Regions from separate parts of the Mus musculus genome. Here regions 1, 2 and 3 are each linked to region 4. The links are chromatin contacts, called in public Hi-C maps. All regions are on one chromosome and are shown on one strand. The core of a region is the stretch at or near the end of the contact, and the rest is flanking DNA. Distances in the headings are between cores, read along the strand shown. Region 1 overlaps Hivep1 (human immunodeficiency virus type I enhancer binding protein 1). Region 2 overlaps Hivep1 (human immunodeficiency virus type I enhancer binding protein 1). Region 3 overlaps Hivep1 (human immunodeficiency virus type I enhancer binding protein 1). Region 4 has its middle 14 kb from the start of Gm40925.

Evidence for each region. Hi-C and Micro-C count contacts between places; a contact is called where the count stands out from the background.
Region 1: a contact with region 4 is called in a Hi-C map of bone marrow-derived macrophages, with 14 read pairs. The contact joins two enhancer-like sites. A contact is called at or near these places in 5 of 484 Hi-C or Micro-C datasets (the AML12 cell line, the P5424 cell line, bone marrow-derived macrophages and 1 more) and 3 of 115 datasets of contacts at active chromatin or transcription factors (cardiomyocytes, embryonic basal ganglia and stem cell-derived neural progenitor cells).
Region 2: a contact with region 4 is called in a Hi-C map of Th1 cells, with 1.8 times the contacts expected there. The contact joins two enhancer-like sites. A contact is called at or near these places in 3 of 484 Hi-C or Micro-C datasets (Th1 cells, embryonic stem cells and muscle stem cells), 4 of 115 datasets of contacts at active chromatin or transcription factors (the NIH/3T3 cell line, acute myeloid leukemia, differentiating embryonic stem cells and 1 more) and 1 of 9 other capture datasets (embryonic stem cells).
Region 3: a Hi-C map of bone marrow-derived macrophages shows a contact between it and region 4, with 18 read pairs. The contact joins two enhancer-like sites. A contact is called at or near these places in 1 of 484 Hi-C or Micro-C datasets (bone marrow-derived macrophages) and 3 of 115 datasets of contacts at active chromatin or transcription factors (Th17 cells and embryonic stem cells).

Annotation. Positions count from the first base shown.
Region 1 is chr13:42,146,162-42,151,832 of GRCm38.p6, reverse strand. All of the region lies in intron 3 of Hivep1 (human immunodeficiency virus type I enhancer binding protein 1), which reads right to left. Among named protein-coding and RNA genes, the nearest start is that of Gm32778, 38 kb to the left of the region's middle. Within about 2 kb of position 1,617, at least 82 of the 459 cell types and tissues checked have an H3K27ac peak or open chromatin away from gene starts, as enhancers often do. A contact at or near this core is called in bone marrow-derived macrophages, where this site is marked.
Region 2 is chr13:42,093,502-42,098,757 of GRCm38.p6, reverse strand. The region is part of intron 2 of Hivep1 (human immunodeficiency virus type I enhancer binding protein 1); the gene reads right to left. Among named protein-coding and RNA genes, the nearest start is that of Hivep1, 44 kb to the right of the region's middle. Within about 2 kb of position 2,732, at least 114 of the 459 cell types and tissues checked have an H3K27ac peak or open chromatin away from gene starts, as enhancers often do. A contact at or near this core is called in Th1 cells and acute myeloid leukemia, where this site is marked.
Region 3 is chr13:42,069,866-42,075,223 of GRCm38.p6, reverse strand. The region is part of intron 2 of Hivep1 (human immunodeficiency virus type I enhancer binding protein 1); the gene reads right to left. Among named protein-coding and RNA genes, the nearest start is that of Hivep1, 21 kb to the right of the region's middle. Within about 2 kb of position 1,748, at least 9 of the 459 cell types and tissues checked have an H3K27ac peak or open chromatin away from gene starts, as enhancers often do. A contact at or near this core is called in bone marrow-derived macrophages, where this site is marked.
Region 4 is chr13:41,660,791-41,666,330 of GRCm38.p6, reverse strand. No RefSeq gene overlaps it. Among named protein-coding and RNA genes, the nearest start is that of Gm40925, 14 kb to the left of the region's middle. Within about 2 kb of position 3,685, at least 153 of the 459 cell types and tissues checked have an H3K27ac peak or open chromatin away from gene starts, as enhancers often do. A contact at or near this core is called in Th1 cells, acute myeloid leukemia and bone marrow-derived macrophages, where this site is marked.

The DNA of each region.
Region 1 (5,671 bases), core at 368-2,867, 490 kb before region 4:
TTAAGGCAAGGTTTTTCACTGAAGCTAGATCTTGTCCTTTGCACTATATCAGCTAGCTGACAAACCTCCAGGCCCCTCCTTTCGCTGCCCTCCAGAACTGGTACTGCAGGCGTGTACCACCAGGCCTGGCTTTTCTGCGGATGCTGGGGACTGAAATCAGGTTCTCTGCTCACAGAGCAAGCACTGTGTCCACAGAGCCATCTTCCCAACCACTCTTTTCTTAATTTATTGTATTTATTTTATGTATGTATATATGTATGTATGTATGCATGCATATATATCCATCTGGGTGTGTGACAGTCTATATGTCATGAAGCATGCAGAGTTCAGAGGACAACTTATGGAACTGTTTCCCTCTACGATGTGTGTATCACATAAATCTCCTCCCACTGCCAGCCCACCCCCATTTTATCTCATTTCATTCTCTTAAGTTCGAGCTCTTGTTAATAATATTTATGACGTCATTAACTTTGGTGTTCATGGTCACACTCAGTTTCTGCCATATTGATTCCTATCTTTCATGTTCTCCCTGTCTTTCTCTGGCTGAGAATATGGAAGGGCAGTCCAGTCACTCAAGGACACACGCCAGGCCTTTTTGAAGTTGCACCACCCATTCCTTCTTGATTCTGCTGGATCTCTATGAGAGGTGCTCGGGAGGGGATCAGGTGATGGTGCTGTGCAGAGGGGGACTCCGAGCTTCTTCCAGGGCTGTGTCAGACTGAAAAGCTGTCAGCAGTTCTAGTAGTGATGGTAGTACTCTTAACAGAGGCAAAGCACAAGGCTTAAGAATAGTTTTCCAGAAGTTCTACAAAGGTTTCCTGGCTTTATATGGGAGCACTGAGCTGGTTTGAGAGGGGAGGGGGGCCCTTTACTTGGCAACCACAGACGCTCACTTCCCCATGCGTGTGTGGGACTGTGGACCACAGGTGGACAGTGAGGACCAGTCATTGTCAGCAGGAAGATGGCCAGGCTAATGATGGCAGTGCAGTTAACGTAACACTACAGAACCGTTTAAAATAATTACTACGATGGCACGGCAAGCTGAAAATTGTGATACATGAAGTATACAGGCACATTCTTTTCTGTCCCTAGAGAGAGGTCTAGGCTAAGAGGCAGATATCTGGGAATGCACAGTGAGGGCTGTTTTTTGTAAAGGTAAACAAGTGACCAGCCAAAGAAAACATGCTGTGGAGAGGAAAAGAGGCCTGATATTAGAGGCCTGGGTAATTGCTAGACTTAAGGCTAAGCTAGGAGTGGGAATCAACAAGGTAGGACCTGGAAAGATGCAACGACACCCATGACAGTGAAGAACCTGGGCACTCCTGTGGCCCAGGGTGTTAAACACACACGATGGCATTAAGGAGAGCGACCAGGCTTGTGGCATAGGAATGGGGAGGATGGGCTCAGGTCTGAAAGCATGGTCAGTGGGACCCAGGGGCCAAATCCACCTCAGCCACGGGGCTAGTGTGGGGAGGGGGGCTGAGCTCAGGGCCCAGCTAAGCTGGATCTCTCCCTGGGAAGCTGGACAGGAAGGGCAAAGCCCAGATATTACTAACAGGGGAGAAGGGCGATTTCTCAGGGTGAGAGGCTGAGTGTGTGTGCAGACAGGAAGCTCTCCTCAGGACAGAGGAGGAGACTGAAGCCACAAGACAGAGAACTAGGCAATCAAATGCATAACAAAGAGGATGTATAATCAGGAAGCTAGGGAGGACAAAGACAACTGACTATCGGGAATGAAGACACGTTCACGTAGGTGGCACATCTCTGACTCAGTCCTGGGCAGGGAGCAGAAGGAAGCACTTTCAAGTCAAGGAGGTTTCATGAACGTGGTGTGCAAAAAACGCGTTTAAAACACACATGGGGAACAGCATGCAAACCAGGCTGCACACAGACCAGCAGAGTGAGAGGAAGGCACAGTGGGAAAGGTATTCTGCCAGCAGCTGATCCTCAGCCCTGAATACAAAGCAGGAGAGGTGGGGATTTACACAGTAGGCACAGGAAGCCACAACACTTCACTGCCAAGCTCTTCCTTCCCTCCAGGAAGATGATCAAGAAATATTAACCAGGAATATATGATCAAGTAATGGTAATGTGGTGGCGGCTGCTTAAATCTCACCTATCTTTCCAACCTCTTATCTACTTCACTCTTACACCACTTAAAGAAGACTAAACTGCCAGCCTAAAATGCTGTATTGAGAAGCAATTCAGCGCTCACCAACAAAGCTACAGCAGAGGACAGAGATGCGGCCCTGTTAGGAAGGGGCGGAGCACGCACACATGCAGCCTGGATCCCCCGAAGCCACACTCAAGAAAAAAGAAGAGAGGAGGAGAGGAGGCAAGAGGAACACAGGGGAGGGGAGGGGAGGGGACAGTGTGACAGTGCATGTCTGTGATCTTAGCACCAGGCAAAGTGGAGACAGGAGGACTCCTGGGCTAGTTGGCTAGCCTTGCAGAATCCTGAGCTCCATGCTTGGTGTGTGAAAAAAAAAAAAAAAAAAAAAAACTGTCTCAGAAAACAAGAATAACTCAGGAAGAAACCAGTGTCAGTGCCTGCCCCCAGTACATACACGCAATGCACACACATGAATATATACGTGCATCTACAGCACTCCCATACATACGAAGGCAAAACAAAGACTTAATCCGAAACTTCCCTGTCAGGAGACCTGTACTGAAACGCTGAGCCCGTTAACCTGAATCTAAGCTTATATATAAGATCTGGAAGTGTAACGGGAAAGGAATCCTAAGATGGCTGGCATTACTGCTCTGCTTTGAAGTCCACCACCTTAAAGATGCTCTCATGAGCATAGCCATGTGGGAAGCAAAACAATGGCCAGCAAAATGTGACCTCCCTGATACCTGGAACAAGTGTGCAGGTTTCTTTAAGTGCTAAAGAGGCTGTGCTGGCCTGATGAGGTCATGGACTTTGGAATGAAGAAATTACCCTGAATTACAGTGAGATCCTTTCAAACTTCACAGCAGAGTCTCTGGCTAACCAGCAGTCAGGTAAGAGACTGGGCTAGAAGATTCGACCTGCCCCTACTGGCTACAAAGCTACAGAGAAGCCAGGGTGTGCCGGAGAGCGAGAGCCCAGGGTAGACTGTAGATGCAGAGTGTCCTCAGACTCAGGGGCCCAGAGTCCTGACCCCAAGGCAATTGTGCTCAGAGGTGGAACTTTGGAGAGTTAGCTGGACTGATCGTGAGGACTCAAGACTTCTTCAGGGGATTGACCAACTAATGGGTTCATAATCAGACTGTAATACTGTGGAACAGGTCTTCACAAAGAGAAGTCCCTGGCCTTTCTGTTCCTCTGTGGCAGGTTGTCAGGAGCTGAACAGTCTCTCCAAGATTCTCTGTTTTGCCTCCTGTACAAAGGCATAGAGCTGGGTCACCAAGAAACTGAACCTGGAAAAACCTTTCCTTCCTTTAACAACAGTCTCAGGTATTTTGTTACAGCAAGCAAAGCTGGCTCAGACAGCAGGTGCTTAGCATATGCAAACTGTTGGGTTCAACCTGCTGTACCAAAATAAAGAAGAAATACGAATGAGAGAATGACTGGAGAAAAGAAACGCTGATCCAATGGTTGTACTGCCCTTGAGAGTCTAGCCACAATACCCAATGCTGCCAATAGGCTAAGTGAGCAAGAACACATTATTCTCACTACCTCTAGAAAGAAACAGCCCCTGACACCTTGATGGAGCCCACACTCTCATTCATAGAATGTCAGGGCAGTGAGCATGGTCAGGAGTATAGCTCAATGTCAGAGTGAATGCTCAAAATTCAGGGCACTGGGTTCAATGCCCTGCATCATACACATTAATATAATTAATAATAATAACCTTAGTAAATGAAAATAAAAGTGAATTATCTGGAGCAATAAAAGCAGACTGTATCCGATAAGGTCAAACTAGACTCATAAAAAGTTAAATGAGCACACCATGTCTTCTAGCTGCAACAAAATTCAACTAGAAATAAATAATGTGAGATAGATGGAAAATCCCCAGCTGTATGGAAATTAAGCAATACAATTCTAACTAACTAAAGAGGAAAAAGAAGTCACCAGGGAAACAAGAAAAATCAAAACAGAACTTGAAAACTGGGAAACTGTGATGAATTCATGCCAATGTACACCACAATGCCACGCCACACACAATGCCATGCATGGCCACAATGTCATTCACCAGGACACAGAAGCAAAGGACACAGAGACCTCGCAGTGCAAGACCAGGACAAGAGGACCTCTGCCAGAACCACTGCTGTTCTTAACCATTTCTTGAGAGCAACCAGCTTGTGCAACAAGCCAGACACGGATGGTAAGGATGCACAGCATGTTGTGGGGACAGTCATTTAAAAAGACGCAATGAAATGACCACAAGTCTTGAGTGCTACCTCCTTACCATATTCACAAACAGCAATCTTTCTATTTATACCAAGGCTGGTAGAAAACATAAGGGAAAATTTATTTACAACAGAAACCTAAACTCTGATAAAAGTAAAATTTTATACCAAGTAATAGAAACATACAGACAATACAACAGACTTGAGGAATGATGGACCCAGAACATGGGAAGTGGGGTAGGCGGTGAGGGCTGTGGTATGCGCAAGCTCAGACAAAGCAGTCTCAAAAGAGCCAGGAGGGGGTTGGCACATCACGCCTCTGGCAAGAGTTAATGCTGGGAAGGTGCCAGCTCAGTTCTTTTAAATTTTCTGTATTTTACAAAATTTTAATGAAAAAAATTCTCAGTTTTAAAATATGACAAACCATAGTGTTTATTCAGGAAAATAAACTCTATTAGAAGGCAAAGTTCTGCAAAGAACCGTAAGGACAAAGTCAGTGCTGTGACATAGGGACTAAAACAGGACCACCCTCCCCACTCCCGCCCCTGCCCTGCCCGAGATCAGATCACTGGTAAGAAGGAAACTTATAAAGGTTTAATATGTTATAAAGCCAGAGTTCAAAACCTTAGGAAAAGGATGATACCATTTCCAATATGAGATTCTGATCTCATATACAAGATGATAAAATAAATGTAGGTTATAAGCAAACAGTGTATAAAATAAGCTCAAAGGTTCAATATAAAAATAAAACCAGAGAAACAGCTAGAAAACCACAGGTAAGTTCTTAGCTTATCTTATGCTGGAATATAATAAGTTTCTATTAAAAAAAAGAAAGAAAGAAAGGAAAAGTGATTTAAATACATTAAAACTAAAGTCTCTAGGCATATAAATATATGTAAATATACACAAAGTAAAAAAATAAATAAATAAATTGAAAGCAGATGAAAGGTTGATACGCTAGTGTATACACAATTTTTATGTGATCTTACTGGTAACAGAAAATTATCTAACCCAGACCTGCTCTGAGAACACACACTATCAGCCTGTAGGTAATAAAGAACTTACCAAATCAAGATCCCTGAGGGATTAGAGATCCTCAGATTAAAACACTGGTGCCCTTGTCCCCAGGACAGGCAGGCATATTCAGAAGGAGAGCTTAGGCTATGGAGTCCCTGCTGTCTAAACAAAGCAGAAAGAACCAGCAGACTAGGGTGTTCTCCACATGGTACACACAGTAAAGACCCCAGTGTTCTCCTAGGTAGGAGCTTCAGGGCCCTGTCTGGGACTGAGGATGCACTAGATGGAAACCAAGCTCTGCGTTCCCTGCAGTTCA
Region 2 (5,256 bases), core at 1,483-3,982, 430 kb before region 4:
CTTTGCGCCCTGTGAATGTAGTACCTGTGGAGACCAGAAGAGGGCATCAGATTCCATAGGTCTGAAATTACAGATGGCTGTGAGCCACCATGTGGATGCTGGGAATAGAACCCAGGTCCTCCAGAAGAGCAGTCAGTGCTCTTAACCTCTGAGCCATCTCTCCAGCCCTACTCATTACATGTTTTTAGACAGACAGGCAGGCAAGCAGGCAGGCAGGCAGGCAGGCAGGCAGACAGACAGACAGACAGACAGACAGACAGACAGATTGAAAGAATAAAATTTCATGCTGTGTCTTCTGATTTGTGGCAACTCCTCAGGTAACAACACTCAGACTTCTACTTTAATTAGAACAATAATCCCAGCACTTCTAAGGCTAAGCTAGAAGGACAGTGAGGTTGAGACCTACTTGGTTATATAAAGAGACAATGTTATTTGTAAATAAGTAAATGAATAAACAATAGATTTTACTAGCAAAGAATTTTAGGGTGTCTGTGTGTCTGTGTGTCTGTGTGTGTGTGTGTGTGTGTGTGTGTCTGTGTGTGTCTGTGTACATTGTATGCCTGTCCATGTGGAGGCCAGAGACAATGCTTTCTCCTCAATAGCTCTTTGTCGTATCTTCTGAGGCAAGGTCTTTCACTGAACCAGTAGCTCCCACCGCTTAGGCCAATGGGCCAATGAGCTCCAAGGATCGGCTTGACTGCCTGCCTACCATTCCTAGCTCTTCTGCCTGGGCACTAGGGTCTCGTGCCTGACTGACAGGTACTTTACCAACTCAGCCACTTCTCTAGCATAAAAACCAAGGGTTCTAGTTGTAGTTCTTTCTTTTCCAATTTATTAAATATATATCCCATACTATACTGTAACTTTGGTTATCAATGTTCATTGTAAATATGATTTTATAATGATATATATAATTATCAAATATCACACCCTCCTAGGTGGCAGCAGCACTGCAGAAATTCACATCCCGCCCTACATAGTATCCCCAGCAGAGAGACCAGATCATGAAAACGTGAATTAAGCATGAAGACGGAGGCCAATAAGAGTGGTGTTCAACTGGAGATGCAGCCAGCACTACCTCACCTGCTGATAGTGCAGAGAGCCTCGCTTCTACCCACAGCTCTGCCAAGGCAAAATAAACACAGTCCTAAATCTAGTATTTAAGATGGTAATTTTTCCTTGAAGTTATTGCAAGACAGATATTATTAAAAGCAACAACAAAAACGTCTGCCAGCCCCAAATGCTCAAATTCTAATGAAGAAGAAAAGAAAAGTGATTTTTTTTTTAATAAAAAAAATGCACCTCAGTAAATCATGTATGTTAACTATAAAAGGAGGGGAAATAGCAAAGGTTCCACAGTGTCAATCAGATACAATGAAATCACCTAGCTACAGCCAGTTACTATGGTCATGTGACAGCACCATGTGGCCACTGTAGTAGCACTGGAAACAGCAGTCATCAGGAACAGTGTGGGAAACCAGAAAAGTGTGCCATACCACACCATGTCAGCTGTGCTGCACACTTTACACATTTACACACATATGTACATATTTATACAAATATGTGTAAATGTTTATGTATAGATGCACATGTAGCTTCATATATATATATACACATATACATATATACATGAACTATTATGAATGACCGATTCTTGTGAGTATATGACCTTCCAATTCTTCTTCAATGAATATAGATGAACACAGTGTCATTTCTTCTGCCATGAAGGGAGCAAGGGACATCATACTGTTCTTCCTAAAGCACAAACCCTCGGATCAAGCTAGTTTTTAGGGGCTCCTCAGGCAAATGACTGAACCAAGTATAACACTATAGAACACTTCAGACTGCCACCAACATTGACAGATAAGTAAATGAATGCCAAACAGGCACTTTTTATGCACTGCTGAGAGCTGAGAGCTATGAGAACACAAAAGTCATTAGCTTTCAAGTGCAGTTCTCTCTCCTTGGACAGGAAAAGGCAAGATGACCCATTTTCCTGGTACTAACCATTGGGGGCTCACATTTCTGCGTGAGGTTAATGAAAATGTACGCCCCTTAAATGTTACTGTTCTAGTGAGAAGCTTGATCAGAGAAAAAAATAATGTTGCCCTTAAATAGCCAACAAGTAGTGTGCTGGTATCAAGATGCTCACCCCCTGCATCTGTGCTGAGGCTGAAAGCCACGGGCCAGCACAGCGGCTTCTCTCCTACACTCCCATGCCTTCCTCATCGCAGGGGAGTTGATAGGGCCGCAAAAGGAAAGTCGTTGTTCTTCTCTCTCCATACATACACACATAACCTTCAGCTGCAGCACCCTGCTGCCTCCCTGGCTGTAGTCAAGGCAAGGTTCTCCCTTTTCTAAGCCCCTGAGAGCCTCTTCACTGTGAGCCAGTGCCTAGTGAGGGAGGGCTTGGGACTCCTCTGCTGGTCTCTCCACAGGAGACAGGCAGGCACTGTATGCTCTGTCAGCACGCAGCATGGCGAACTCACTGAACTTGGTGCTTCCCCTTCCCATGGGCCTCTTCTCCTCACTGTTCACCTCTGTCTACTGCTGCTGCTGCTCTGACCTTCCACAAACCTTACAACAGGAAACACAACTTTCCAGTGAACCAGAAACTGTCAGTAAGAATACAATTTTTTTTAAGACTCAGTACAATTTGACTAGACAGAGCACCAAACAGTCCTGTCCACACACCACAGTAGAGATCAGTAACAAGCCATGCCCCTTGTCTCTCACACTCCGTTCTGAAACACCAAGGGAAATAGGTCACTGCAGAGACTGCCTCCCTTGCCACCTCTGAGGACATGTGGACTAAAGCAGCTGCACGGAAAGTCTCCTGGTCTGCGGGGCGGGTGCTGGAGTCGGGTGGGCGGGCTCAGTGGTTGAGAGCACAGAACACTTGCAGAAGACCTGAGGTTGGTTCCTAGCACTCATGTCAGGAGGCTCACCGTCATCTGTAAATCCAGTTCGAGGGCATCTGACGGCTCTTACCCACTTGGGCATCTGCACACCTATACACATATCCACAAACCGGCATGTAAATACACATGTAGTTTAAAATGAAATCCTTAAAGCTGCAAAATATAAAGGCATTTAATCCAGCTACAGGAAATGCAGTTTTTCTAATAATGAAAACCACAATTTTTTTCAAAGATGTGGTAACGAGATCTTTACTTCACCCCTCGAGGTCAAGTTCTAAGCCCAGGTCTTAGGGCAACACTCCCAGCCACTTCAACACCAATGGCACATCACAGCACTGGCTACATCACAGCACTGGCTACATCACAGCACTGGCTACATCACAGCACTGGCTACATCACAGCACCGGCTACATCACAGCACCGGCTACATCACAGCACCGGCTACATCACAGCACCGGCTACATCACAGCACCGGCTACATCACAGCACCGGCTACATCACAGCACCGGCTGCATCACAGCACCGGCTGCATCACAGCACCGGCTGCATCACAGCACCGGCTGCATCACAGCACCGGCTGCATCACAGCACCGGCTGCATCACAGCACCGGCTGCATCACAGCACCGGCTGCATCACAGCACCGGCTGCATCACAGCACCGGCTGCATCACAGCACCGGCTGCATCACAGCACCGGCTGCATCACAGCACCGGCTGCATCACAGCACCGGCTGCATCACAGCACCGGCTGCATCACAGCACCGGCTGCATCACAGCACCGGCTGCATCACAGCACCGGCTGCATCACAGCACCGGCTGCATCACAGCACCGGCTGCATCACAGCACCGGCTGCATCACAGCACCGGCTGCATCACAGCACCGGCTGCATCACAGCACCGGCTGCATCACAGCACCGGCTGCATCACAGCACCGGCTGCATCACAGCACCGGCTGCATCACAGCACCGGCTGCATCACAGCACCGGCTGCATCACAGCACCGGCTGCATCACAGCACCGGCTGCATCACAGCACCGGCTGCATCACAGCACCGGCTGCATCACAGCACCGGCTGCATCACAGCACCGGCTGCATCACAGCACCGGCTGCATCACAGCACCGGCTACATCACAGCACTGGCTACATCACAGCACTGGGGCCTAGAGGGCCACCAAGTGACCCACCGGGGAGGAATCCCTTGTGTTGAGCTAAAGAACAAGAGGAGGGAGCAAGCTGAGACGACATAATACAGTGAGTGTGACAAGGACGATCTGAGGCTCATTTCTGGTTCTTGACAAAGAAAGACATCTTAGGTTCATCTCAAAAGGCAGTTCTGATGTCTGAGACCATGGATGGACTACAGGAGACACACAATTAGTATTAGCACCTGCCACCACCTTCAGAAATGCTAACTTTTTAAAACTCATCAAATAGCCAGGCGTGGTGGCACACACCTTTAATTCCAGCACTTGGGAGGCAGAGGCAGGCGGATTTCTGAGTTCGAGGCCAGCCTGGTTCCAGGACAGCCAGGGCTATACAGAGAAACCCTGTCTCAAAAAAAAAAAAAAAAAAAGCCTCATCAAATAATGCCCTGTGCACAGACATCAGATAACTGTACTTACTTCATATACAATGGGCATTTTATAAAAAGATCTCATATTTTATAGATTAGAACCTTCAACGGTGGCAATGCATGTGCTACAAAAGCCATCTGAAGCCCTTTCAGAGACTTCCTGCGCTTCTTAGGCACGTCTTCAGTAATCAATATAAACTAGGTGAGTTTACTCTGTCATGGATAAGCCTCGCTCCTGTTCCACCTGAACGACATTGGTTTTTAATCCCAAGCTAGGCACAAACCAGCGCCAGGAGTTTCCAAACTCTGTTCTCAGCCTAGAGGCCTGCCTGCGATAGACGGACCAAATGCTGAGCTCTCTCTGGGTAACCCACTCTCTTTTGGAAAGTCCCCACACAGGGCTTGAACTCATTGTGAAACAGAGGCTGCCTTTCTCCTATCAGTCAGGGCCAGCTTATAGGAAAGGACGGTTGCAGGAAGCCGCAGGGAGGGGCTCTCTCCTAGGACTGCTGCAGAGCAGCTGCGGCGAGTGTGATGGGGGGCTGGGGTGGGGGCCACTGCTAACCAAGAGTTTACAAACGTTAAACTCTAACAACAAAGGCTTCCATCTCTTAGCAATCGTAGTGATATCCAATCATGTTCCACCCTTTCCCATAGTTCTGCTCTGCCTGAGAGAAACAGTGGCTCGAGTGTGCACCCTAGCACATAAGTGCAATTGGATAGGTTTTCTCCTCATGGAATATAAAACACAGAGAGAGAGAGAG
Region 3 (5,358 bases), core at 499-2,998, 410 kb before region 4:
GATCTCTGTGAGTTCAAGATCAGCCAGTGCTGCACGGTGAGGCTCTGCTTCCAAGACAGCAACAACAATAAGATAATGAACAGCTCTCATTTCTACAGACTGAGCTCAAATGACTGTTGACCATGTACAAGCCCCAGCATACATACATGCATGCATACATACTACATACTTATTTCCTGTACTAAGAGTAACGATATCCACACCATGAGTGTCAGCAGCCTCTCATACATTTGCTAAGTGCATGATTCTCTCAGATGGTACTTCTTGCATGTGTAACACATTCACAGCTCCAACCTACCCAAGTTACCATTCCCATGGTCTTTTCACACATGCTCTGTACTTCTAGGCTATTCTAGCAGCACAGAAGGTCAGAATGCCTCACACAGCATCTGTAGCCTGGTCTAGCCTGGTCTACATCCAGGAGTCATCCAGCAAGCTACTCTCCCATCAAGCACCTCACTCCCTCCACTCTGCTTCCCTGCTTCTAGCAGCATCTGCAAATGAAGGGAAATTATACGTGCATGCACTATAGCTTTATGAAAGTGAGACCTGAAGAACTGGTTTAATACCGACCTAAAACTAAAGAGTTCTTGGTATTGGGAAGTAGCTTCCTTGTGCAAGCTCATGGCCTGTCACTGTCTTTGCTAGCAGCCTTGTCTCTCCTGTGTAGTAGTTAGTCATCAGTTCAACTGGTATAATTTAGAGTTTGTCTTACTCCTCTTACTGAACTACACACTCACTGTAGCCCTAATTCTTGTCAGAGACACTCTGATGCCCTCCCTCCATAGCTCTTGGCAGGCACAGGGTCCTAGGGGCTATTCATGCAACACTATGGGCAAACAAGAAAAATCCCCAATCACCGTGAATACAAAGTTGACACTTCTACTTCATATCATAAAGTCTTTTAAAAACTTTTCTTCATAGATGAAATCACCAGAAAAATGGGTTTTAAAGCCTTTAGGGGAAAAGTTAATTATTGCTCTAACACCATCCCAAATGGCACACTGATATCACCGTCTGAGGGGATCCAGACCAACACACTACAACTCCAAATTTCACTGCTACACCAAGTACAGATCCCAAAAGACCATTTAGCACCTCTGAGACTCATACCTGACTACTGCACCTCACCACAGAACACAACTGACAGCCAGATGCTCACTGTTAAGCTGACGAAGCTAGACAGCACCCAAGTCAAGTCCAAGTGTGACTAATACTACCCTCCTCCTGCAGCCAGGGCTTCCTGGCTTTACTTGATGACAGAGCTCTGAACCCAGTTCTCAGAGTCAGACATCCTCTGAATGTCTGTACTATAAAATGTGTACCTGCCCAAGTGCTAGAACAACCTTGAACACACAACAACCAAGAACAACCTTGACACACACACACACCATGCAAAACACACATTCGGGATAAACTGAAGGCTTCCAACAAGAGGTAGTATCTAGAAACTTTATGGGGAAAGTGTTTTAAAACCCATTATAAAATAGCCTGGAACACAGAATAACCTGGCAGAGTTTTCCCAACACTAAGAGGAACTACTTACTGCAGTTCTAAGAATCGAGTGCTAAGGGAAAGATCTGGATGTGCCGAGGCCCATCCTGTCCTCCATAAGCACAACTGACATAGGAGCCACCGCCACCCAATTACCCTTCCCCTCCAGTAACTGAGGTGTCATACGACAGAGCATGAACTCTTGGCAACCCTTTGTCTGCTTCCTCCCACAGCCAGCCTGAGAATGCCCAAATATAAAGTCCACTTCCCCAGTACAGACCTCCCTTCCCTGGATGATCATGTGACATGGGCTGACTCGTCATCACCAAGACTTCTCTCAAGTAAAAGTGTTGGTGGGCACTCGTATGGCCATGACATAGAGATGTCAGAGCAACTCACCATGAACACTGGGAATACCTCAGTGTGTACAAAGAGCACTACAGTATAATCTGTGTGCTAACAAAACTGTGCACTCCATGCACTGTATGAAAGGCAGGAATATTGCTTTGGGGTGGGAGAGTGTGGGACAGTAAGATGCCTCAGTAGGTAATGACCTTTGCTGCCAAACCTGATTACTTGAGTTCAATTCCCAGGATCCCAGGGTAGAGGTAAGTGACAACTCCTGATCAACACACACACATACACTCACACACACACACACATGCACTCTCTCTGACATATACACACTTTCTCTCACACACACTCTCACACATACACTCATACACACACAAACACTCTCACACACACACTCTCACACATATACACACACTCTCAAACACACTCTCACACACTCACATACACATTCACACATACACACATACACATTCACACACTCTCTTACAAACACATATACAAACAGGGAGGGAGAGAGGGAGAGAGAGAGAGAGAGAAATAATTAAATAAAAAGTTAAAATTTAAAAAATAAAATAAAGGGAGACAGGGAGAGAACCAAAAGAGCAAAGCCTGGTTTAAAAACAAAAAGGAGGTAAATCTGGCAGGGCAACTTTTCCAAAATTACTCATCCACCCGTAAGCTGGTTTCATGGCCCTCTCTGCCCATAGTTTCTGAATCTACAGTATCAAACATAAGCAGACCATAAGATAGTTGGAAAAAAAACACCTCAAACTACTGGACAGTCATGGCCCTTCTTGGCCCTCACTATTTCTAGAAGAATACAGCATTACAGTCAGTTATATTTGCATTATGTGGGGTAGAGTCCATCAACAGATGACTTCAAGTTTATATGAAGTTAAATGGGGTTGTATAAACATACATTTTATGTAAGGAATTGAAGCATTCAAACTCTGATCAATCTCCTGAGGATTGCAAGGAATGACTGACCCTACTGTGTGCTGGATGGTAGCCTCCAAAATAAGTTATAAGGCTGGCTTTACTCCCTCAGCTTAAGGCTCAGGGAGAGAAAGCACTGTGCTGTCCACAGAGCTTACAAACTGAAGAACTAGCATTCACTTCCAAACCCACAACCCACACTCCAAGCCCTTCCTTTTTCTTCTCCAACTCAGCCACTCTTTCAGTAGCAAAAGGTCACATTTAAGGTTTGCAGTGAGCTAATACTGGGATCAAGAGTGTGGACTGTAAAAGTCAGTAGAGCCTACAAGTGTCTTAAAGCACATTCACCCTGTAATTTAAGTCTTTCAAACAGCAAGTAGATCTCTGCTGACTTAATGGGGTTCTGCAAGGAGCCTTTATCAAGAAGCTTATTAGCACACACTGTGCACAACTCTATACCCTTAAGGTTCAGGATGCTGCCTGCCAGAGGATTGTCTGTACACACAGCTAACAGCACAGGTATAGTAAGGGCACCGATCCTCTCCCTGAAACACAACCAGGCATCACAAGCATTTCCTGAACTCTGGAAATCTACCACAGTCATCTGCAGACTCGGATGCCCACATGCTCATGGCCACTGCAGACTTACCAAGAGGGTAAGATCAGCACAGCAGAGGCCTGAAGCATTCTTCCCTGAGGCTGTTCCTGACCCCGTAACATTAGCTCAGTCAGGGCCACAGTTCAACCCAAGGTAGGCTGCGAATCAGCAAGTCCACTGCCACTGCCAACCCTATTAGGCAGGGCACGCGGTCAGGACAGTGGCGATCCCATAATCGAATGGACTTGGTAGGCAGGGGCTCTCTGTGTCTAAGGGGAGGTCCTGTCCAGCTGTGAACAAGATTCCAGAGAACTCCCAGGAAGCTCAGCGAGGGGAGGTAACCACTGTGCGCCGGGTAAACTCTGGCCCCCCAGAGGCTCTGAGGTGGCAAACAGCAAAAGAGACCCTGCCTCAAACAAGGTGAAAGGCAAGGGCCAACACAATGCTGCCCTCTGACCCCCATGAGTCCCACGGCATGCATGTGTGCAAGTGCACACCCACTCACAAGTGACCAGCAGCAGTACAGGATGGGAACTATGGGAACACACAACGGTGCAGTATAATTTGCACCGATTATTTGCAGAGCACCGAGATTGCGCTGGGCACTAAAGGGATCTGGAGATAATGAAGGAGACAGGAAGACACGTGCAGGCATGCCACTTCCTCTAATGGCCTTGAGCACCTGTGGGCAGTCCTGAAACAGTCTTCCTCATATACCAAGGGACTACTAGATGACCAGTAAGAGAAAATGGGAGGGCTGGAGAGGGAAGGGTTAGGAAGGTTGGAGGTGGCCAGAGATCACAGGATATTAATGAGGAAAAGATGACAGAGGTGAGGGGTTGGGGGGTTGGGAGTAGTGGGGGAGGGGTAAGGAGAGAGGCAAGGAGGAAAATCAACGAAAGTACTTTGTTTGAAAATACTTAACATATAATACCTTGTATGCTAATTTTAGAGTTACCTAAATTAAATTAAAATAAAGGGGGCAGTGAGATGACACACCTGTCACTGAACCTAACAGCCTGAGTTCACTCCCAGAATCCCGCGTAATAGGAGAGGAGAACTGACTCCCAAAAGTTGACCTCTGTATGTGTGTTCTCTGTGTGTGTTTGTGGGGTCAGGAGGAGGGAGTGGGGAGGACTGGCATGTGCATGCATTAACACATACACACGCGAAATAAAGAAATAAATAAAACAAAATTATCAAACTTCATTAAAAATGTAATCACCTAAATATGTAAGAACGGCACAGTGAGCTCTGCATCTGAACACATGACACTCAGCTGCTGACAGGCGCTGAGTCTAAGTATGTATGGAAAGCCCAACTCATCACACAGAGACTAAGCAAAACAGAAATGACAACACAAACAGCTGCCTTCTCACTGCAGACAAAGAGAAGCCGGAGCACAGACCAGACAGCCCAACCCATGAACCCAGTTCTCCTGAGGTGAAGGGGAGATAAAGACATTCAGAGAATGTGTGGGGAGAGCCCTCACTGCAGGAAGACCTGCTCTAGGTTGAAGAGACATAAAACAATGGCCTGAGTCTACAGCACCGGGCCAAGAATGGCCACTGTGAAGACAGGCACAGACTAGTACTTCTTTCCATTTCTTCTTGAAGCTGTTTTTAAAATCAGGTTGCAGAAAGCTGTCTTTTCACCCTGGACAGCTGGTGTCAGACCACACCGGTCAAACACTGACAATAAGGGCAGCACAGAGAGAGAAGGGAGACCAGGCACAGTTTCTGTATTCTACCCAAGTTTGCTCTGCACTGCTTCCAGACAATGATGCATGAAGATGCTCTCTAGAATCATCTCTGAAAGCATAAAGACGGAAATCAAGACAAGCACAAGCAGATAATAAATATGAAGGGATAAATGCACAAAGTAAAGAGGAATGAAACAGCAAGATAGCCAGCACAAAGGCGACAACTGGGGAGCGTGAGGCTGAAGAGCCACCATCAGGGTGTATGCTGAAGCAG
Region 4 (5,540 bases), core at 2,436-4,935:
AATAAACATACCTTAGGTATTAGCCCATGACCACTTGTTATGTGACTTCCATGTGTGCACCCCTGGGGCTGTGCCAGAGAGTGGACAGTAGATTTATGGTTCCTAGTTACCTTGAACAAATCAGAAATGAACAGCCAGGTCAGAGTCATTAAAGGCTAGGTAGATTCTAAGGTCTGAAGCTGGTCTTTGACAAGACCCAGCGGTTTTCTTTCCAGACCTCCTGATCAATACTAAGTTCCCCTCGGCTGTCCTATGGTCTCTGCAGAAGTCTCCTCAGTTTCTTGCATTTCTCTACAGTACTAGAAGTGTCTTAGCTGACACTTGCCGAGACTGATGTGACACCAACATTCAAGCTGGATATACAAGAGCTCTGACAGTTGGGGCTGAAGTATTTTCGGTGCTATGGAGTCTCTCTAATCTAGCAGGCTTCTTTTGTTTTGTACTGCTTGACTAGTGTGACGGGTGTTGATAAACCTCTTCTACATGTCAACCCTCTTCCTTTAGGGCTACTTCTCTTTTTCTTTCCATGGTCATCATAGCCAGGAGCAGAACAAGTCAGAAATGATGGGGGTTTAACGCCTCCAGGAATAACTTCCCACCAGGCAGAGACAGATGTTCTAGCTTCCTTGTTCTTCCTCTGGACTGATTAGGAGAGAACCCGGCCTCCCAGGAAAAGCAGGAGGAATGAGCTGGGATGCCCACAGTGAACTGCCTTCTCAATACCTTTGCACTGGCTTTCCCACCTTCCACAGCTTAATTAAAACACTACTGCTGGGTGTTTGTCAGGATCATCGTAAATTAGATTCTGTATCTCAGGGTGTGCTTCAGGAAAACCCCAAATATAACCACTTCAGTGGACCCCAGATCCATGCCACGTGAACACTGCTCAATGAGTTATCCCTAATCATGCCAAGAGTGACCTTGTGTTTCCACAGAAACTTGGATTTATCACCAGCAGACACACACACACACACACACACATATGCATATATGCATAGATGTGTATATATATGTATAATATATACATATATATATACACACACATACACATATATACACACACACATATATAATGGCACTCATAGAAAGATGAAAATTGTTTAAAAGCAAGAACCACATTGAAGGTGCTGTAGTGTAAAGCATTTTCTTTTCTTTTGCAACCTGCCAACTCTTTTTTCCTTATTGACTTAAATCAGTACATATTAATTATACATAATAATGGATTTCAGCATGACATTTTCGCACACGTACATCTCTTCAATCACATTCACCTCTGAATCTTTTACTTTGCAACTTAATGTCATTCTAAGTAAAGAAAATTAAATCTAAAAATGTCTGGGATGAGTTTTATTGCTGACCTTTATGTTGTAAAATGTTGGTTTAAAAATTCAAACATAAAGGTATTTAACATGTATGCAGCTCTCTCTCTCTCTCTCTCTCTCTCTCTCTCTCTCTCTCTCTCTCTCTCTCCCTCTCTCATTCTCTCTCTTTCCCTGTTAACTTGTATCATCACTTTGCCTAAGTCAGGGAAGCAAGATTAGACAGAAGGGACATAGGGTGTCCAGTCATGTTTCTTAAAATCTCAGTCAGGGTCTTCATTCTTTATTCAAGACAAGTTCTGGCATAAACGGGACAAAATCAACATCCTTCCTTCCTTACTCAGTCCTAGTCACCCTTCACTCATATTTTCTTTCAGTAGAATCTGTGCTCTTGGGCCATCTCAAATTCTAAATGTGAGCCAGCATCAAGGACCAAAAGATGCATTTCCTGTCATAACTCAGCTCACCTGTGTCATACTAAAGTCTTCAAGTTAGATAAAACTATTAAGGGCTTCAAGATGGCCACAGTTGTAAGTGAAACCGGATTAGGAACTCTTTTGAGTCCAGGGCTGTGTCAATGTCATACACCTGTGACACTGGCTTTGATGAGAGAGGTCACAGTACCTTAAGCATCTGGAAGCTGGAATCATGATTCTGCAAGGCACTCAGTTTCTTGGTCCTTGGAATCCTTAGAGGATGGATGTCTTAAGCATAATAATTACAAAAGTGTCATTGCTAAAAAGTTTACTATTCTACCTCTTTAGATTTTTTTTTAATGTTCAGGGAGTTGTCTTTGATGATGATGATAATGATAATGATGATTTTGTCAGCTTGCTACAAGCTAGGTCGCCCAGGAAGAAGAAACTTCAGTTTATGCCTCCATAAGACTGTCACGTAGTCTTATGTTGTCGGGGACATTTTCTGGATTAATGATTGATTGGAGGAGAGCCTAGATTGTTGTAGGTGGTGCCACCCCTGGAGAGGTGGTTCTGGGTGCTGTAAGAAAGAATTCTGAGCAAGTCATATGGGAGCAAGCCGGTAAGCGCACCCCTCCCCGGCCTCTGCCTCGGTGTCTGCTTCCAGGCTTCTGCCTTGAGCTCCTGCCCTGCATTCTCTTGATGGTGGACTCTATCCTGTCAGCTGAAACAAACCCTTTCCTCACCATATTGCTTTTGTTCAGGGTGTTTTGTCACAGCAAACCAAACTAAGACACAGGGTGTTTGGAGACTTCCGGTCTCCCTGTTCTCACTGGTAACCCGTTAAAACAGTGGTTCTCAACCTTCCTGATGCCGCAACCCTTGATCCAGTGCCTCACGGTGTGGCAACGGCAAACATAGAGTCACGTTACTTCATAACTGTAATGTTGCTACTGTTATGAATTGCAATGTGAGTAGCATCGTTTTTCATTGGTGTTAGGCCACCTCTGTGAAACAGTCATTCAACCCCCCCACCCACACACACACACTCACACACTCACACAGGGGGGATGGTAACTCACTGCTTTAAAGTGTAAAAAGAAAAGAATCACAATAGCTTTAGAACATGCTTAGCTAAGGTAAGCAACATTCTTTTGAGATGGATTTCTGCTGTTAGTTTTTTTCTTAAATGCTGCTGGCTTTGAAGATATCTCAGTAAGTTTTATACTTGAATGCACCTATGATCACACACACACACACATACTACACACACACATACACACATACTCCAAACAAACACACACACACACTACACCCTCCAAGCACACACACTACACACACACATACATACTCTATATACAATTCATACATATACTACACACAACATGCACACACACTATACACACATACACATACACACACTACACACTCCATGTATACACACACATTCCACACATACATACACAAATACACTCTACACTGTCCACATACAAACACTCACTCCACATACATACTCCATACACATATACAAACACACATATACACACAGACACACACAACCACACACATGGTGTTCTCTTATGCCCATGGAAAATCCCCATGCCGCCTCAGCTTGCCTTAGTCACCAGGGCTGCTGCTTGTGGTTCTGGCTGGCTTCCAGTGTGTGCCCTGCCCCTGACTTGGCCTGTTTTAGCTGTTGCTGTAACACCTGCTGGTTCTTGGGTCAGGAAAGTTCCTTAGGAAGAACATTCTGCCCTTTCTGAACACGACTTCCAGCATGGGCACGCACGCACGCTCGCTCGTGTGTGTGTGTGTGTGTGTGTGTGTGTGTGTGACTTCCTAGAAACCACGGTTGCTTCCAGCCAGGCGCCAGAGCAGCTCTTCCTGGGCAGGAGGTCATTTCAATAAGGGCCACTGGGGCTTAGTAAGCAGAGAAAAACTGCGCATTCCCAGACAGGATGTTGGGAAGACGCCCTGAATGAGCCTTGCTGGGCAAGAGACGCCAAGGGGACAGAGAATGTGGGCCAGTACCCGAGGAAGTTATTCACGAGCCTGCTGCTGTTTGATAAACAGCGAAGCAAAGCCTTCTTGAACAGCTAAACTAACAATGCGCGAAATTCCAGAAACTCTGCAAACAATGACTGGACATTCCTTGTCTCTTATTTGCTTATTTGTGCACTAAAACCTTTCAGAGACAACAGAAACCAGGGCTCTGACTTGGGTTTGAGATTGGGAGTGGTGTATGTAGCATGATGCGCTAGCTGTGCCCTGCTCCAACAGCCTCCCCTCCTTCAGGTATCAGCCGCATCCCAGGAACCCTCGCTGCTTCCGGTACCTTCTCACCTCAAACTAAAGTCTACCCGCAGTAGTACGAATCCTGATCAAAGTAACAGGTCAAAAGCACAGACTTCCACGGCTCACATGACTGAGAGATGTAACTCTCAGTCATGTTAGGAGGGGATCTAGACATTTCTCATGTAGCCGCCTGACTTGGATGAGATATTCAAATGTCTGAGGGCACATACTTCCTTTTAGAGACATTATTAAAATTATGAAATGTATACACACACACATAAAGCATACATAATTATGTAGGCATCTAATTACAAAATAAATAATATTATTATTGTATACATAAATATCTTTAGATTATTAGCCTACAGATACTGGCATGATGGATTTGTGTGTATATATACACATTGGTATGGGACATATATATGAATATATGTCCTACATTTGTCCATGACTGATATCAATTCTTCATGACAAGAAATAAAAACCCTCTCTTGTTCCTCTTCTCCCTGCTTCATTAAAATTACACTTGAAGCTTCTATTGCGATGCTCCCTCTTCTGTCACAAACCACCCTCCGCACCCTTCGTTCCTGTTCTGCTTTCTTCCAGTTGCATTCATAATTTTCAGTGCCCATGCAATATATCTGCTGTTATTGATTTTTTGTCCCTTCCTCCCCTTTCTCCTTTGTGAAGTAAGTTTATAACATAGGATAGCTGATAGCAAACATCAAAATGAATGGATTAAGAAACAAATCAGGCCATTAGTGAGGTATGCCTTTGGCTGTGTGTGCGCGCATGCACAGGCTCGACAGTGCTTCTAGAAATGATTGGCCCGAGGTCGCTCTGGATGTCAGTGACACTGTCCCATGGGCTGGGGTTCAGACAGAATAAAATTATATTTCCACAGAACAAACAAAGGAACTTGAACCATCTGCAACAAAACAGAGGCATGAACCTCTGTCTAAGTCAGAGCCCTCCATGCTCAGACATTTCTGAAAGTACCCATCTCCACAGTGCCGGCTGAAAGAGGCCGGCTGCAAAGAGCCCTTCGGAGGCCCCGGCGACTTCTGGAGCTCCTGTGTTTGTCTCTGTCCATCCTTTCGGGGCAGGAGTTCCCATACTCTAACCTTCTGATAAAGCTCACCACATACTGGTATGAAAAAGACTTCAGTCATGGTGGGATGGAGGAGAAAGAGATGAGGGTTCCAAGACACCCAGAGAGTCCTTTCATGCACAATTACATGGGCTTCTATCAGGACCCCTGTGCTTCTGTGGATAGCTACAGAAAAGCACATGCTCAGATGACCCCACCCCCACCCCATCCCCAATAAACACAACTCATCTTGCGGTTCCCTTCCAAATCTGAGGTGAATAAAGAGTCCTTGGGCAGCTGGAGCTGTTTGGAAGTAACTTTCATCTTGAAATCTAATATAAGGCAGAAGCAGCTGACTATGAGAAGTGTTTAACATTGAAACCAATCGGTTTGTGACCAGTGCTGATCTCGAACACCCCA